Regions from separate parts of the Mus musculus genome. Here region 1 is linked to region 2. Evidence: chromatin contacts called from public Hi-C data. All regions are on one chromosome and are shown on one strand. The core of a region is the stretch at or near the end of the contact, and the rest is flanking DNA. Distances in the headings are between cores, read along the strand shown. Region 1 has its middle 47 kb from the start of Plppr4. Region 2 has its middle 76 kb from the start of 1700061I17Rik.

Region 1 (3,043 bases), core at 174-2,673, 160 kb after region 2:
AGACTTAACCCTAGGAACATATCTGTACTACGAACACGATGACGATGGGTAGTGTATATTTGTTAATACTGTATGCTTGTTATTTAACTGAGATTGTCTTGGTGTATAACAGGAAAGAGAGCATCCCTGGAATGGAGCTGAGAGAAAAGCGGATAGGACTTCGTCTGGGAGGGGATGGTAGTAGGAACTTTTCCTCAGCAGCTGTGGTGGGTGTGGGATGTTGCTATGACTACGAGCGAAAAACAAATTTGGGCATAGAAGTCAGATCAAGAAGTCTACTTCAAAAGTATGAAATCTGAGATAATTATAGGTATTTAAGCATAGATAGAAACCAACAAGGCAGTTGTATTATTGAGCCTAGGCATCCAGGGAGAGGAGAGGACTAGAGATTTGAAAATCACATAAATGAGGCCGAAGAGATGGCTCAGAGGTCCAGAGCACTTGATTCTATTTCAGAAGACCCTAATTTGGTTCCCATTGCCCACATGGCATCTCACAACTGTCTGTAACTTCAGTTCAATAAGATCCCACACCGTGTTCTGACCTCCACAGTCACCAGACATATGCATATCACACACACATACATTCAGGCATGCACTCACACATATAAAAAAAGAATAAATAAATGTAATTTTTTTCTTTAAAACACGTGTAATGATGGGATTTGGGAGGTGATTCAGTCAATAAAGTCACACATGCACATATGTCACAGATGCACACACACATACACACACACACACACACACACACACACACACACACACACAATGTTAAGTGGAGAATGCTTTTGCCTGTAATTCAAAGACTGGAGAGATAGAGACAGTAGGATCCCTGGGGCTTACGCTTACTAGACAGACAGTCTAACTGAATCAGTAGCCTTCAGGTTAACAAGAAACTCTGTCTCTTTAAAAGTGTGGTGGAAAGTACTTCGGAGGACAGTGGACATCAACTTACGTATTCTCTACCCATACATGCATAAACACTATACATGCATGTCCACCTGTGTGAACACACACCCGTAAATCCATGTGTACACATATATGTGATGTACACACATCTACACACAATAATCCTCACAAAAACAAACTTTAACACTTCGGTTGTATATAATGAAAGCCATGCGACATTGAAAAGGTTTCAGCCATAGTTTTCCATTCCAGTCTCATAACTACCCTAACTACAAGAATTCTGAGCCAAGCCAGACTGGTCTAGTATTTAAGAAATATTAAATGTCAGGACCACCCAATAGACACCCGAAGTATTGAGAAACCAGTAGGTTCTTTCGGCACTTGGCTGTCTAATTTTGAGGGTGAAGAATAGTCTTGGTGGCTTAATTTCAACAGGGTTTCTGAGCCTTCTAGGTCTGGTGTTATACACAGTGGGATGCGAAGGTTTTGTTTACTTCCACTCACCTCCTCCATGAAGCTCACTGTGGAGGTGGGAACATTTGAACAAACAACTGAAGCTAAATCATTAGCACTGTAAGAACACAGCCTGTTCCAAGAACCGATTTATACCATGTAAACACTGTTTTAAAATATACTTCAGATGAGAAAAAAAAAAGAGAGAAAATACAAATAGTTCAAATTCAGCTTCAGGGTTGGAAATGTGATTTTGAAAGGGCTGGAACTAGACAAGCCTTTCTTCTTTTTGAATCTTTATTTTAAATTTATGAGTGTGTGTGTGTGTGTGTGTGTGTGTGTGTGTGTGTGTGTGTGTGTGTGTATGTGATCGTTCTCATGGAGAACAAGAGATGGTGTCAAATTCGCTGGAGCTAGAGTTACAGATGGTCATGAGCCACTTGTTGTAGATGTTGGAAACTGAACACAGGTCCTATGCAAGAGCAGCAAGTGCTCTCAGCCACTGAGGCATCTCTCTCATCTAGCAATCTGTTTCTGTGTTTTAATTTCTCTTTCTTCTACAGATAAAATGATATCATTTACTTATTTTAGTGATGTCTTTATTCACAGTGTTCAACTCAATTATTCTTCTACCTGTTGAAAACCTGTGGCGGGAGAAGCCGCTCCTAAGGACTTCAGTGTGTGATCAAAATTAAATGCTTCTTTCATCAAAATGGTTCATGCTATAAATTATATGATCAAGAAAATACACTGATTTTGTCCAACAGAGATTTGCTAGCATTCTCAAAAAAAGAGATGGTGGATAAGTTCTTTTTAGAAGAAATGTGTTGGTTCTTGTGTTCAAAGATTCAGTCACCCTGATATAGCTGTCTCCTGTGAGGCTATGCCAGTACCTGGCAAATACAGAAGTGGATGCTCACAGTCAGCTATAGGATGGAACACATGGACCCCAATGGAGGAGCTAGAGAAAGTACCCAAGGAGCTGAAGGGGTCTGCAACCCTATAGGTGAAACAACAATATGAACTAACCAGTACCCCCAGAGCTCGTATCTCTAGTTGCATATATAGCAGAAGATGGCCTAGTCGGCCATCAGTGGAAAGAGAGGCCCTTTGGTCTTGCAAACTTTATATGCCCCAGTACAGGGGAACACCAGGGCCAAGAAGTGGGAGGGGGTGCGTAGGGGAGCAGGTTGGGGGGAGGGTATAGGGAACTTTTTGGATAGCCTTTGAAATGTAAATAAAGAAAACATCTAATAAAAAAAAACTCAAAAAAAAAAACCCCATAAAATAGAGTTAAACATGGGGTGGAATTGGGAGAAATAAGGAGATGGGTTGGAATGAATATGATTAAAATACATTGTAAGAATGATCAAACAATTAAGAAAATATTACTTAAAATTCTTTAAAAGAAAGATTCAGTCAAAACAAAGGAAAAAATTCATTGCCCAATGGGTTGAAGTGAGATAATGACCAGAGGGAGACTAAGAAGTGATCAAAAACCATGTCTCTGTCCTCAATGTCCCCATGATACATGACAGTTGTGTAGGTAAATACATTTCTTCCCACATATTCTATCTTCTCACGTGTGCAACATTCATAATTGTAATGGTTGTTCTAAGAATTAAGGATTTCTCAGATCTTAGCAGCTGAGATGGAGAGGTAGCCTTTAAGAGTGAAGATGA
Region 2 (2,700 bases), core at 74-2,573:
ATGGATATCATATACTCCATGCAAGCAACATCTTTGTTGATTCTGCTTATTAGTTTCTTCCCAAGAGCAAATCTAGTATCTGACATACAAGTTGTCTTCGGTAAATAGTCGTCATTCCGTTTGAATGGCGTATATCATAAAATCCTGTACAGTCTCTGGGTAAAACACAGATAATCACCATTACACGGGTTTAAAGGCCTAAAACAAAAGTTATCCCATTTCTGCCTGAGCCATTCAGTATTGTGTGCTTATGACCACCCTTTTCCGACCACTCCTAAACCAAGCCACAGACATTGCACTAAGTTCACACAGTGACTACAATTATTTTGTTAGTAACTATAAAAAGTGATCTATATTTCCCCATTGTAGTGTGTTTATGCTCAGTCATTCTGCAATGCTTAGTTTCCTGAAACTGGATTTGCAATAACTATTATGTGTATTTGCCACAAGGTGGCAGAGACAGATAAACATTCCATTCGGCTGGTCTATTTTGAAGATATTTGACAAAACAGTTTTTTTTTCCCTCCAGTTTCCCTTTTCATTTGCTATTCAATTTAAAGTACTCCATGTAGGCCCCCTTCCTGCAGAGTATGTCTTTCAAAGCACAGGCAGTTTGCATAAAATTGAAGCACGAAATGATTTGTCATTTCAGTACATTAGGTAATTTTACTGTGCCAACAATGACACAAGCCTGCAGTACATTGCTCACTGGAAGCATCATAGCATCATAGCTTCATTCCACTTTTGCCCTATTCTCACTTCCCCTCTGTCCACACACACATGTGTCCACACACATGCATGCTGGCTGAGAGAAAAGGAGCCATTTAGAGGGCAGAACCATTTAGGGAATATTAGGGGATTAATGTTACAAAAAAAATGACAACTGACTTTTCATAGAATACATTTCTGCAAAGTGGGCATACCTAATATTTTCCTGTCTGTTGTGAATTAAACATATTCACCTTCACCCCGAGTGAGAGAAACACATGGTGTCTATTTTAGCCTTGTCCTTATAAGTAGTTTGGCTGGAATTTATGTTAGTGATCTAAATATTTGACTGACCCCGTGTTATTCATTATTTTACTATTTTCTTCTCTGTAACTGAAGAAAAAGCCCATTAAATTTAGAGTTGAATTTTAAAAATGTTAAGCTTAGAGATAATGATAATGAGATGACTTATGTGTGAACAGATGCTTTAGTTAGTGAGAAGTTTAGAAGAAAAAGTTATTTTTAGAAAAGAATTAGCAGCAGGGAGCATGAGTGGAGTTGCTGATTGTGGTCAGGATCCCTGAAAAGGACCAGAGATGAATCATCTGCCATGGATGTTGGACATTCAAGATACTGCATAGTCTCCACCCAAATTTCTATTGCTCATTTTTTTCCTGATATCTTCTCCCAGCCTATATTCTGTTTCCCTATTTCCTCTTGCTTTTATACATCTCTATGTCTTTGCCCTTGCTTGTTTTGTAACTCTGGGGTAATTCCTCCTTCTGACATTTCCATTTGTTTCCAGGAGGTGTAAATAAGTGGGCATAGCTGACATTCTCCCCTGTCTTAAACTTATGGAAGGTACTATTAATAGATTTTATGATTAACTTCATTCCCAAAAATATCTAGTCTTGATGTCCTCACCCGAAATATCTGTAAGATCTCAAATCCCAATGCCAATTAATTACAGCTGGTGTATGAGATGTTTTGCATTTTGGTAACTAAGCCCAATTGGTAGCTGAAGTAAGACTAGAATTGAGCAGCTTTGGAGAATGTAGTTTTTATTTGAATATGTATGAATATAACTATATATACATACATATAGTTAGATATACATAACTATATATTAAATATATATAACTATATACATACATTATACATGTATATATAACTATATATGACATATATAACTATATATAGCTAACTATATATAGTTACATGTGACATATATAGTTATTATATACATAATATACATTGTATTCCTGTAATAGAATATAGGGGAAAAGAAAGACATCTTGTCTAAATGTGGCTGTACAAGGAAAGTCATTTAGTCTGAGGGTAAGAAAATGATATAACTTGAAACATCATATGATCTTATCACATACTTATACAACATATATATATAACTAAAGCTGAATTGGAATATTAATCTGTAAGCACCATGGGAGAGATATGTTTGTTTCTCACTGTACCCCAACATTCAGTCAAGGGGCCAAGATGTGACAGGTTCTCTGTAATGGTGTCTGACAATGAATAATGGCCAGTTGCAAATATTACATTTCATGCCATAGCATTTCTCCATCACATGAGATAGACTTGAACTATAAGTTGGTTACTGTTCTGCACGAAGGGTCCCAGAGAATTGAAATGGGAAGTTACCCTTGAATAACAACTTCGTATAAGGCATCAACGCAAAGACACAAGCAGCAGGACATGGAGAAATCTATAAGGGGATTTTCTGCTCTGTTTTGCTTCAAAGCATTGAAGAATCCTGTAACTCAAAGAAAAATGGAAAATGTTACCATGTGTCGATTTACATGCTCAGGTCTGTAAGTCACAGGTCAATTCCTCTTTGCAGTGGAATCCTAAGCTAAACATAGGAGACTAAGAAGTCCCATTCTCCTGGCCACAGAAACCGCGAGTAATTTAAAGCCTTAAAACTTTAATTAATTCTATCACAATATGATAGCAGTATGAGGATGGGGGGTGGAG

Evidence for each region. Hi-C and Micro-C count contacts between places; a contact is called where the count stands out from the background.
Region 1: a contact with region 2 is called in a Hi-C map of cortical neurons, with 3 times the contacts expected there. The contact joins two enhancer-like sites. A contact is called at or near these places in 8 of 484 Hi-C or Micro-C datasets (Sertoli cells, cerebellar granule neurons, cerebral cortex and 4 more).

What each region holds. Positions count from the first base shown.
Region 1 is chr3:117,312,113-117,315,155 of GRCm38.p6, forward strand. No RefSeq gene overlaps it. Among named protein-coding and RNA genes, the nearest start is that of Plppr4, 47 kb to the right of the region's middle. Within about 2 kb of position 1,424, at least 10 of the 459 cell types and tissues checked have an H3K27ac peak or open chromatin away from gene starts, as enhancers often do. A contact at or near this core is called in cortical neurons, where this site is marked.
Region 2 is chr3:117,152,673-117,155,372 of GRCm38.p6, forward strand. No RefSeq gene overlaps it. Among named protein-coding and RNA genes, the nearest start is that of 1700061I17Rik, 76 kb to the left of the region's middle. Within about 2 kb of position 1,324, at least 28 of the 459 cell types and tissues checked have an H3K27ac peak or open chromatin away from gene starts, as enhancers often do. A contact at or near this core is called in cortical neurons, where this site is marked.